Linked DNA regions of Mus musculus: all the other regions are linked to region 1. The links are chromatin contacts, called in public HiChIP or PLAC-seq and promoter capture Hi-C maps. All regions are on one chromosome and are shown on one strand. Each heading gives the region's core, a stretch centred on a gene start, on an enhancer-like site or on the middle of the called end of the contact. The rest is flanking DNA. Distances are from core to core; before and after follow the strand shown. Region 1 holds the start of Rpl5 (ribosomal protein L5). Region 2 overlaps Brdt (bromodomain, testis-specific). Region 3 holds the start of Mfsd7a (major facilitator superfamily domain containing 7A).

What was found. HiChIP or PLAC-seq counts read pairs in DNA pulled down with a chosen protein or histone mark. Capture Hi-C pulls out chosen DNA fragments and counts their contacts.
Region 2: an H3K4me3 HiChIP or PLAC-seq map of the SCID.adh cell line shows a contact between it and region 1, with 8 read pairs. The contact joins the enhancer-like site here to the promoter of Rpl5 in region 1. A contact is called at or near these places in 4 of 39 promoter capture datasets (the HPC-7 cell line, hippocampal neurons, liver and 1 more) and 2 of 115 datasets of contacts at active chromatin or transcription factors (the SCID.adh cell line and pro-B cells).
Region 3: a contact with region 1 is called in a promoter capture Hi-C map of liver, with 2.1 times the contacts expected there. The contact joins the promoter of Mfsd7a here to the promoter of Rpl5 in region 1. A contact is called at or near these places in 12 of 39 promoter capture datasets (the 3T3-L1 cell line, 3T3-L1-derived adipocytes, the HPC-7 cell line and 9 more), 1 of 115 datasets of contacts at active chromatin or transcription factors (astrocytes) and 2 of 9 other capture datasets (adipose tissue and liver).

The regions. Positions count from the first base shown.
Region 1 is chr5:107,899,122-107,902,729 of GRCm38.p6, reverse strand. Rpl5 (ribosomal protein L5) reads right to left here and starts at 2,202. Exons shown (of 8, transcript NM_016980.2): 1 at 2,084-2,202; 2 at 791-860; 3 at 593-708. The coding sequence starts at 2,086.
Region 2 is chr5:107,357,058-107,361,286 of GRCm38.p6, reverse strand. It overlaps Brdt (bromodomain, testis-specific), which reads right to left. Exons shown (of 19, transcript NM_054054.2): 9 at 3,352-3,540; 10 at 2,278-2,450; 11 at 1,814-2,094; 12 at 1,582-1,707; 13 at 1,300-1,515. Among named protein-coding and RNA genes, the nearest start is that of Brdt, 28 kb to the right of the region's middle. Within about 2 kb of position 1,751, at least 306 of the 459 cell types and tissues checked have an H3K27ac peak or open chromatin away from gene starts, as enhancers often do. A contact at or near this core is called in the SCID.adh cell line, hippocampal neurons and liver, where this site is marked.
Region 3 is chr5:108,447,134-108,450,998 of GRCm38.p6, reverse strand. It overlaps Mfsd7a (major facilitator superfamily domain containing 7A), which reads left to right and starts at 1,899. Exons shown (of 10, transcript NM_172883.3): 1 at 1,899-2,281. The coding sequence starts at 2,135.

The sequences.
Region 1 (3,608 bases), core at 953-3,452:
TAAAAGTATCTTTTGAGCTAAATTTAACCAAGTCTTAGACACTTCATCCTTAATTATCAGAACACCAGACAACCCCACCTTCAGTTAACAAAGTCACAAAAGGCAAGTGCACCTATCTCCTGACCAGCAAATTTTTATTGTAAAAGCCCTGAATACAGGGACTGCCATTTTTAAAGGGCTTTCAAAGTGGAAGACATTTTTGTGTATTTTAAAACCTATTTCAAACAGTAAATAGAAATAGCTTGTCATGCTGGGATGACAGATGAGCAACCCTGCCTGGCAACAAGAGTCCTACCACCCTATTACCAGCCTTTTTAAATCAGTAAAATGGCACACAAGCCCATAAAGTAAGCACCAGGAGTTAATGCGTGACAGATGAAGGTAATTGGAAGACTATTCATATCAACAGATTTCCCAGTCCTCCTCTCAAATTCCATAATGGAAATTAAGCAAAGCCAGGATTTCCAAACCTTCCCCCCACCCCCACCCCCCCCACCCGCCACTGAAATCTACTAACACAAGAAAATAGTCTCTCCCAAAAGTTAGAGTTGATGCGTCTGACCACACTACTCAAGTCTAGGACATAACTCACCTGGCAGATGATATCTCTGTTAGTTACACGAACTATCATCCTATATTTGGGTGTGTTGTACTTATTCTTGTCCTGGATCACCAATCGTTTTCGAGCATAGTAGTCAGTTTTACCCTCTGCAAGGGGAAAAAAAAATTTAACCAGGGAAGGTTCCACCTTGAAACAGTCTTCAGAAACTAAAACAGAAAAAGTTCATACCTCGCCGCCTTCGAAATCTCACTTGGTATCTTTTAAAGTAGGCCTTATTCTTGACAACTTTCACAAACCCCTTTAAAGGAAAAAAAAAATTATCAGGGCTTTGCTAATTGTTTCGTCCCATGACTTTTTTCTTTTGATACAGGCCAACTATGTAGCCCAACATGACCTAGCATTTGGTAGTTTCTGAGCGCCGAATTAATAGGCAAGAACCACCTGGGTTTTGGTCTGTATTTTTTTATTTAACTATGTAACAAAATCATGCCCAAGTTTCAAAAGCAAATTATTACAAGTGTCAACTTCTATAGCATGTTTCTAAGCTGACCGGAAACAAGAATCGCTGTTGTGCAGTGCTCAACCTTTAATAAGGTTAGTTCCTCATGCTGTGGTGACCCTTCCCCAAACCATAAATCTCGTTGCTGCTTCGTTAATTTAATCTTGTAGTTATTCATCGTTAATACAAATATCTGACAGATGGGTTAAGAACCAGATGGAGAACTGCTGTTGCACTGGTTCTCTTCGCCAAACACACCTAACTAAGCCTCAGAAAACACGTAAAGATGGCTGGGCGGAATAGGGCACCGACCCAAGTCGCTCCATCCACAACTGCAGGCTCCTTACTACAACTTGCAGGTACAAAGACATTTTCGTACTGCCTTTAAACAATCTTTCAATTCCTGTACCACTGATCGATCCCTACGCCAAACCGCCGGGATGTATCACCTACACCGGAGCCAATCTGTGCCGACAACTGCACACCTCACCGAGAAAGTTCAACCACTCGGCGCTCACTTCCTCCCTGCCTAAACCGGGCTCAAATGGCAGAGTACGATCTACAATTACTCCTCGCAAATGAAGAGCTGCACCCCACCTCTCAAGTCCGATCTCAGCAAATCTCTGAAAACAGGGCCAGACTCTGGCCAGGAAGAGCCAGGGGCCGCCACATCCCTTCCGGGACGCAGCAGCGCCACGGCCTCCACTGACAGACACTCCCGGCTTCAGGGCTCTGTGCGAGGCCGAGGGATTCGGGCTTCCGTGGCACGGCCTCCTGACGACCCCGGAGACAACTGCGGCTGGCAGCCGGACTCGGAAGCCTCGTCCCGAGCACCCTCCGCCGCGGCCCCTCCCCCGGCTGGCACCCGGCAGCCATTAGGCCACGCTGGAACGGCGGGCGCAGAGCCGGGAATCGAATGCCATCTGCCCCCCGGGTCGCACGAGCCGACCCCGAGCGGGCATCCGCGAGAGGAGGGGGCACCCCGGTGCACGCACGGGCCTGAGACCCAGATGCCCACTCACCATCCTGCGGAATAGAGACCCGCAACCGCGGCTCCACGCAGACCTGCAGAGTCGGCCGCGCTAAGGGGGAAAAAGACCGGAGTCACGTACGCATGCGCAGTATGTAGCACCACCAGCACGCAAGCGACGTGAGAAAGAGTGGCTGTAGGCCTCAAGATGCGCGGGCTATCGCCCCCTGCCGGTAGGAGGATGAATGTCATCTTCCTCCTCTCAACGAGCATGGAGGATGGGCGATGAGAAAGGGAAATAGAGGCTTTTTGCGAGGACTTTTTTTTTTTTTTTTTTGGGGGGGGGGTGGTTTTTCGAGATAGGGTTTCTCTGTGTGACCCTGGCTGTCCTGGAACTCACTCTGTAGACCAGGCTGGTCTCGAACTCAGAAATCAGCCTGCCTCTGCCTCCCAAGTGCTGGGATTAAAGGCGTGTGCCACCACTACCGGGCAGGAGGACATTTTTAAAAACACGCTCGGCATGCACGCACACACACCACACTTATATAATTATTTTTCTAAGCAGGAGGGGGTAAAAATTAAGTTAAATACATGAATTTGCCTATGCTGAAATCTTGCCTTCTCCATGACTTGACTCACTTCTGGAATATATATTTCGGAATTCCCAGCACACAGGGCCGCCGGGAAGCTCAGCCTCAGAGCCTCAAGTTTGAGTTAGAAGAGACTCTTCTGCCTTTGCATAGCATCTTGACATCTGCTTCAAGCATACTTTTCATTCTCCAGCACTTCTCAGAGTGCTGACCTCCAGTCAATTCTTAGTTACCTGTTACATGGTGAAAACAAAACAAAACCCACTGCACTCTCCTGTTGCCTTTATGCTTCCATTGTCCCCAGAATTCCTGACATTATGAGCGCCGCCTCCTCCATCACTCTTAGTCCCCTTCCTCAAGAAGTTTCTTTTTAGGACTGGGTGTGCAGCTAAGAATTGCAGCCTCAGTACTTAGAAGGGAGAGGAAAAAGAATCAGAAAGTGCAAGGCTAGCCTAGGCTACCTAGTGAATTGGAAGCCAGCCTGGGCTGCCTGAAGGAAAAGAAATGCATACAAACAATTATTTAAACACGTGAAAGAACAGTTATAAGGCTGAGAGCTTTAGAAAGTCTAAAAAAAGTCTGAGAGCCGGGCAGTGGTGGTGCACGACCTGGGAGGCAGAGGCAGGCAGATTTGAGTTTGATGCCAGCCTGGTCTACAAAGTGAGTTCCAGGTCAGCCAGGGCTACACAGAGAAATCCTGTCTCGGAAAACCAAAGTCAATGAGAATGCAATTTGAAAATTGCTTCCCTAGCCGGGCGTGGTGGCGCACGCCTTTAATCCCAGCGCTCGGGAGGCAGAGGCAGGTGGATTTCTGAGTTTAAGGCTAGCCTGGTCTACAGAGTGAGTTCCAGGACAGCCAGGGCTACACAGAGAAACTCTGTCTCAAAAAACAAAACGAAACAAAAAAAAAAAAAAAAAAAAAGAAAAGAAAAGAAAGAAAGAAAAGAAAAAACAAAACAAAGTTGCTTCCCCAAATTCTGTGTACCC
Region 2 (4,229 bases), core at 502-3,001, 540 kb after region 1:
AATCCACTCTGGCCTACAAAGTGAAGTCTGGCTACACAGTAAGCAAAGACAGGAAGGGAAGGAGAGAGGGAGGGAGGGAGGGAGTGAGGGAGGGAGGGAGGGAGGAAGGAAAGAAGGAATTCTAAATACTAAGGCGCTATACCAAAAAACTCTATGCAGTATTTTTTTCTAACTTTCAAAGCATTTATTGAATATTTAAGTTAAATAATTCAAATTAATAGTCATAGTTTTATCCCACAAATAAAAGACAAGGTGCTGTAACTTATTAGGCCACAAATGCTTTATTAGATAAAATTACAATTAATTACAATTTAAAATACTAAATGCAACTTAGATTTTTCCAGTATTGTTTTATGCTTAAAAGTCAAATATAAGAAATACTTTGTAATAAGAACTCTAAAATGAGTTTTAATGTAATGTATTAAAATAACAAATTCTAACCAAAGTAAAAATTCTTTTAAATTTTACAAAATTGTTCCCCTCTATATACTCAGAAATGTGAAAACCAAATCAGCGACTAGCTCTACAAAAAATAAATGAATCAAAACCAAAGGAAAACAGAATCGCTGCCAGCCAGCAGACCCTGACTGTCAACTGCAATTCTTTACGCTGGAGTTTCTGTGAGGTTCTTTTTAATTAAAAAGAACTGAACCTCACAAGAAACATCCCATTAACAATAAAGCACATTTTAGGGAAGAAAGCGCCCTGGGTTCTGCATTTGCTGCTTGGTTAAAATGGAACACCATTGGTGGGGTGGACAGTGATCACATGGCAGCTGTCCAACTAGTAATAGAAAACATGAGTGGCCTGGCTTAATACAACTGACAAACTGCACAAGAAAATGTGGTACTTCCATCTTTTTCTATAGATGATAGGTAATAATATGTAGTTAAAAAACATAAATTAAAAAAAAAAAAAAACTCTCTACAAATTTTGGGGTGAGTGGCTTCTTAATTCAAAGCGACAGTTCAACTCAGAAAGCAGTGTCCAAACAGGACACACTTCACATCGGAGTGACCCAAAGTACAATGGGAACACACTGAGGCCTCCCAAATAATGTTTTCATTAAGAAGTGAAAGCAGCACCCGCAGTTTTTCAATCTCGTACATTTCCTTAGGAGACCTCCCATCAGGCCCAAGTCACATCCTTTCCTTCTTTTATGGAAAGAGTAAGGATTTTATTAAGGATGTTGGCATCCAAAGCATAGGTCCTCCTCTACACATTCTCCGGACGCTACAGGAAAGGCCACCCCCCCACCCCCACCCCCACCACCGCAGCGGTGCCTACGAGCCAGCTAACCTGGTTCAGAATCGCTGCTGTCGGAGGAGCTCGAGTCGCTGCTGCTGCTCGCGGACCCCGAGGAGCTGCTGCTGCTGCTGCTGCCGCTGCTGCTGCTGCTGCTGCCGCTGCCGCTGCCGCTGCTGCTGCTGCTGTCGGTCAGGCGAGACCCACTGGCCAGCTCCGGGGGAGGCGGCGGGGGCGGGGGCGGGGGCGGGGGCGGGGGCGGCTTCTCCACTGCAAAACAGGGAGCGTTAACAGCGGTCATGGCTCACGGGTGGGCGCGGAGAAACCGCCACCTACCTTTTGCTGGACGTTTCGTTTGCCGTTTCCTACAATTCAGCTGATTGTTGACGTCCAGCAACCGCCTCTCCAGCTCCAGCTTTTTTTCAGAATGGAGCTCCTCCTTAGACCTGACAACCTTCTTTGCTGTGAGAGGAGGAGCAACCGTGAGTGCGGGGAGGGGCCTGGAGGTGGGGCGTGGCCTAGAGGCAAGATGGGGCGGGACCTAGGGATGGGGCTGGGCCTGGCCTACCTTGGGGCTTCAGCGACCTCTTCCTCAGACAGGCCAGGACATACTTCTCCAGTTCTCTAAGTGTGGATGCCTTCAGGGTCTCAAAGTCGATCTCGATCTCGTCCGGGTTGGAGTTTCTCAGGGAAGGCTCCCTTGACTGTATTATGTGAACTATTCGACCAAGCTTGTCTCCAGGCAGTTTGTTTATGTCCAAGCTCAGCTGCCTTTTCTCATCGTAGTTCATAGGCTTCGCATTGTCTTCCTCTTCCGATTTCAAAAGCGGCTTCTTCTTCTTTGGTTGACTGTAACAAAATTATATATTGGTTTCATATTTTTAAAACATTTTTGTTGGTGTGGGAATTTCATACAATGTACCCACATCACACAGGCATTCAGTTCATCTTGATCCAGGCCCTCACATAGGCTAACTGTGTGGTCCTTCACTGAGCCTGCCTCCTGGGCAGTCACTCACTGAACATGCTTACTTGATTTTGGCCTTCTCCTTTTGCTTCATTTGCTTAGGCTTTTTCCTTGGGTTTTCATCTCTGTTATTAACCTTTTTCCTTTTTGGCGCCCTTTTGGACTTCTCATTCTTTTTCTTCAGCTTACGTAATGGAACTTGGGACAGAACTTGCAGCTGCTGATGAACAGCATTAAGCTGGGAAAGGAAAAAATAAAAGCCTTTAAACATTTATGTCTCTAAAGCACTAAAGATACTAGAAAAACATGGTACTCCAAAGTCATGCCACCCTTTGTGAAATTCATGTCATGTTCTACTTCCTTCAGGATTTTGCTTCATTTTGGAATTTCAGTGTTTTGAAGGGTATATAAATAAATAAATAATAAACAAACTGTATAGTATAACATAGTATAGTAATAAAAACACTACAGCCCAACATTTCTCAGTATTAAAGTTTCTTTCAAAAGATATATATATCTTACAGGTGGTTGTAAGTAGCCTGGTACACATGCTAAGAACTGAACTCAGGTGCTCTGGAAGACCAGCCAGTGCCAATAACTGCTGAGCCATCTCTCCAGCCCTAGTCTTCAGATATGACCTCAGTAAAAGTTACTATTTTATCACAGAAAGTAGCAAGTGATCTCATTCTAAAATATTCCACATTATACCAAAAATCACTTCAGTAAGAATCAACTACTCAGACTATAAATGCAAATAGCAGAATTGTAAATAATTCCCAGGCATCATGGTGCACACCAACAATCCCAGCACTTGAAAGGCAGAGGCAGAAGGAGCAGAAGTTTATGACAAGCCGGGTACATGAGACCATTTCAAAGAGGAGGAGGAGGAGGAAGAGGAGGAGGAAGAGGAATAAAATGTGGTGGTAGTGGCTCTAGAACTATAGTATACAGATATTTGAGTAGGAAATTTTGAACATGGCAAATATGCCAAAAACTAACTAAAGCTATAGACATTAGGTGATGCAACTAAAGCTATAGATGGCATTAGGTGATCTAAACATAACAGCTGTGACTCTGCAAGCAGTGCACCACTGACTAGCCGCTTGGGAACCATCAACACTTGCGTCATATACGGCCACCTGCTCCTGAAGCTTGGCAAGATGCTGCACTCGTTCATCCTCAGAGTCTTCAGAAGAGGCGTCCCCCGAGGAGGCCTCGCTGCTGCTTTCTCTGCTGAGGGCTTGTGCACTGTTTGTTGTAAGGTGGCATGCATGCATACTCTCAATAGGTTCATCGGGAATCTTGGCAAAATGTAGTTCAAAAACATCCTATAATGCAAAATTAACCTGTTCACATTTTTTGGTTTATTTTGAGACAGAGTTTCACCATGTCCAGGCTGGCCTGGAGTGCACTATGTAGCCCAGACTGCCTTGGAACTTGAAATCCTCCTGCCCACCTCCAGAGTGCTGGGATTGTAGGCATACACCACCTGGTTTGATTTTCTCCATTTCTGATTTAATGCAACAAGAACACCTTTAAAAGTACACATGGCTGGGAGGTGGTGGCTCACATCTTTAATCCCAGCACTTGGAAGGCAGAGGCAGGCGGATTTCTGAGTTCGAGGCCAGCCTGGTCTACAAAGTGAGTTCCAGGACAGCCAGGGCTATACAGAGAAACCCTGTCTCGAAAAACCAAACCAAACAAACAAACAAACAAACAAACAATTACACATGGAGATACCTGGGCAGCCGTCTTTAAGCCACACCAGAAGAAGTGCAGCATGATGATTCTGTCTGCACTTCTGTGCCTCAGCACACTTCTAGGCTATGTCTCTCAGCATGGTCGACCTTTGTAGTTAAGGTCAGCCATGTCATATACAGTTCTACCTTTCAGTGACTCAAGACTGGGCCCTCTCCTGAAGCAGACCAGGGTTCAGTCAGTCCCACTAGGGACCCGTTACCCTCTTCTCACTGACGATTCATCCATTTCTTATGAGAAGTAGGCAGCTTCTTTTTTA
Region 3 (3,865 bases), core at 650-3,149, 550 kb before region 1:
TTCATTCAATTTTTTCTGGTGGCTAATGAAGTTAGTCATTAAGCCTTATTTGCCACCTGTTTTTTTTTTTTTTTTTTCTCTTCGGTGTTTTGCCCATATCCTTAATTGGATTTGAAAAACACCATGTAGTAGTCCTTTGTTAGATGTGTGGTTTGCAAATATTTTCTTGTAATCTGTGTGTATAAAAACCTCTTGATAAAAGTCCCGTTAGCCCTAGAGGCCAATTAAGAGAAAACTAATATTAGCTAACATGCTGAGTCTTTCAATATGTGAATAAGGTATACTTGTCCATTTCTCTAGGTTTTTGTTGGTTTCTTTCACAAGCATTGTACAATTTTTAGCATATAGGTGCTATTCCTGTTTATAGCTAAGTATTTTATATATTTTGTTTGTTTTTGTTTTTGTTTTTTTTGAGACAGAGTTTCTCTGTGTAGCCCCGGCTGTCCTGGAACTCACTCTGTAGCCCAGGTTGTCCTCAAACTCACAGAGATCCACCTACCTCTGCCTCCCAAGTGCTGGGATTAAAGGCGTGCACCACCATAGCCTGGCTGCTGAGTATTATTTTTAACCACACTTAGATTATGACTGTTTAATTTTTGTTTTAATTTCCACATCTTCCACATTGGTAGAGTGTTTTAGGAAGGCAGCTGTCGATTGTGTACTGATCTTTCACTTGATAACTTTGTTGAACTCACCTACGTAGCACAAGTGCCCTAAGAGAGTGGATGGAGGCGGATCAAAAGATTTAGAGATGTGACAATACAGGGGGTAACTGTGGTGATGGTCCCATTTGGTGATAGGCTTAGATACTACTTAAACAGGAAGCTGGTGACAGGCAGCTTCCCACCTAAAGCTAGGGCCCTGAACAGAGAAGTCTGAACTGCCCTCTCAATCTCTCAGGTAGAATGTCAAGACATCAAAGTCCCCACCCCAAGGCAGCTCCAGGCCATAGGAGGAGGGCATAGGGGCTTAGGTCTTCAGAGTGAGTGTGAACTATGGCCTGAGGGTAAGCAGGGGTTAGATAGATATGAAAGGAAAGGGCATCAAAGAGGGCAAAGACCACAGGCCTTATCATGGGTCTCAGGGGGACTGGCCCTTGCAGGGCACCACCAGGTTTTTCTCATTTTTCTCCTTACTGGACAGGACTTTACCTACAAATGGGGAAATACATCTGACATGCACACAGCCCCACTAAGAACACACAAAAGGCTGGAACCGCACAATAAGCTTGTTCAGACCCGTATGATTGACAGGTGGTACCATCCAATATTGAAGATAAACAGCAGGAATGCTGGTAGGTTGAGGCCAGCCTAGGCTACAACAGTGAAACTCCTGCTCAAAACTCAAATCCCTAAGCCCAAGAAATGAACAAAAAGGAATGTTAATCCTGAGGGCAAGACCATCGGGATGTGTTTGAAGGAGAGAAAACCTCTTCACTGAGAGAAAGCCACCTCCTGCCTCTGTATGGCCAGTCCCCCTATTCCTCCACAGCACAGCCTGTTCTCTGCCCCACCAGCTGGTCACTCATTCACACTAGTCTGAATAGGGCTTTTGGTACACTGGCCTTCTCTTGAACCAGCCAGGCCAGACACAGTGGCAAGTGTCAGATGACTCTTGTCAACTGCTTTAGGCCAGAGTCAGGCGACAAGGGCAAATTAAAGAGTCTGGAAGCTATCTATCTACTCGCGGGCAGGGATGGTGTAGTTAGGTTCAGCCTTTCCTCGTCCTCCACCCCGCCTCTTTCTCCTCTAGGAGGAGTCTAGTGACAGGCCTAGATTGGAGGCTTTTGGAACTGTTCCGGCTCTCCTCCTCCAGATTGGCCTCAACTTCAACAATTTGGAGGACCTTTAAGGAAATGCAGACTTTGCTGAAGTAGAGACCCACTTCCCGCACCTACCACTGCGAACGTGTTCCTAGTACAGGCCACACACACACTTGTATCCAAGTTACCTCTAAAAGGGAATTTTTCCCCTCCAGTTTCCACCTTGCCGAGTAATTCTGGCTTCTTTCACCAAACTTGTCCTTTGGGGCGGAGACTAACCAGATCATTCCGCCCCGCCCTGCTCCTGGGACAGCCTGCCTACAGCCTCAGCGCGTTGCAGTGTATGAAAGTGGGCGGCCTGCGGACACTGGCATGGCCGGGACTATGGATAGGCTGGAAGACTGCAACAGCCCGGAAACATCTGGGACCGCCGGAGACGCGTTGCCTAGTCCCCGAGTGTATGCGCGTCGCTGGGTCTTTCTGCTGGTGGTCAGCCTCCTGAGCTGCTCCAATGCGATGGTACAAGGGTGCTGGGTCGGGCGGGGCGGGGTCTTTGTAGCAGCCTCAGCGCCAGCAAGACTGTTTTCGTGCGGTCACAGAAAAACGACCTTTCTTCTGGCTCATCAAGTTGTAGAAGAAGGGGCAAATGCCTGTCCTGCCCGATGTGGAGCAGCCAGGGAAACAGGTGTCTTAGGCTCAAGGGTCTCAGCCCTGCAACATGTTGTTTTCTCGAACTATCCCTAGCCCCCAAATGCTGGACCCTTCGTCCTTCCCTCTTCATCCCATCAGGCGCACTTGGACTGCAAGTGGTCCTCCCAAGGCACAGGTACACAGCACTTGAGTTTGAGCGGAGGGAGAGAGAGCGTGGAGCTGCTACCATCAGCTGTTCAATCCTGTTTCTGGTGCTGGATCCGGTACCTGTAAAGGAACTTTGGGTCACATGCGGCCACTCAGCTGGATAGGTAGCATTTGGGCCATACAGCTAAGAATTATAACAAATATAGCACAGACTGTGCCGAGCATGTGGGACCATGAAGCCCACTGGTCACAGTGGAGACCCAGCCAGGATGGTGACACGATCAGGTGTCCAGCACACTAGGGGTTCAGTTGCCAACTGGCATTCCGTGCGAACCAGCAGCAGGTTGAATCGCATGGCCTTTCCTTTTTCCCCCCGGCTGTGCTGGTTGTGAAGAAAGAGCTTTGAGTAAAGGTGTGAATACATGTCATGAGCCTGGAGTATTCTAACTGTGGCAATATCAGAAACTTCTCTCCTGGTAGCTAGCTTTGCTGAGACTTGTTGCTGTGGGTTGGCTCACAGTTCCCCTTTCTAACACTGGGAAACATAACTGGTTTGGGGTAGCTGTCTGAGGACACACGTAGAAATCTACTTGAGTTTTTCCTTTTGTAGATAAGGCAGGTTCCTGGGACACTTGGGTGATGTCCTGCTGTCCTAATGGAGATGGAATATTACCCTGATACTGTGAAATGACATGGTCCCGGCTGGGTCCCCATTATGACCAGTGGGCTTCAAGTTTAGTCATGCTTCCTGGAGCCCCTGATCATTTGTCTGTAGCTAGTGACTGGGTGCCAGGGTTCTGAGAGAGCAGCCTGAGCAGGCAGGCACAACAGGGCTTCCGAAAGACCGGGAGATGGACCAGTGTTTTGGATGGGAAGGAGATCAGGGACTGAGTCAGGGTGAGACTGAGAGCTCGTTGAAGTATTCTCATTCTTACTCTTGTACAGTTAGATGGATGGATTTTTTTCTCCACCCATCTGTTGTCTTACACATGCTAGAGATCTCTCTGCCCACTTTTATGTGGGGCCACAGCTCTGGGAGGAGCAAGGACAACCCCGTGAGACTTGAGATATGGGCTCTGTTTTTCTTGTCTACCACAGCATGTTTTGTAAGCATCCCTGGTCCCCTGTCTGCTCTACGAAGCCAGGCAGGAGGCAGCTAGGCCTGTATCAGCTGCTCTCTAAGATCTGTTTCTTGTGTTGAAAGAAATGCTGCTGTTGCACAACCTGGTGTTTCCCGAAGCTTTGTGGTGGGGAAGCCTGGCACTCTGTTCAGCTCTGGAGGGTGTGACCCTCTGTCATGTTCAG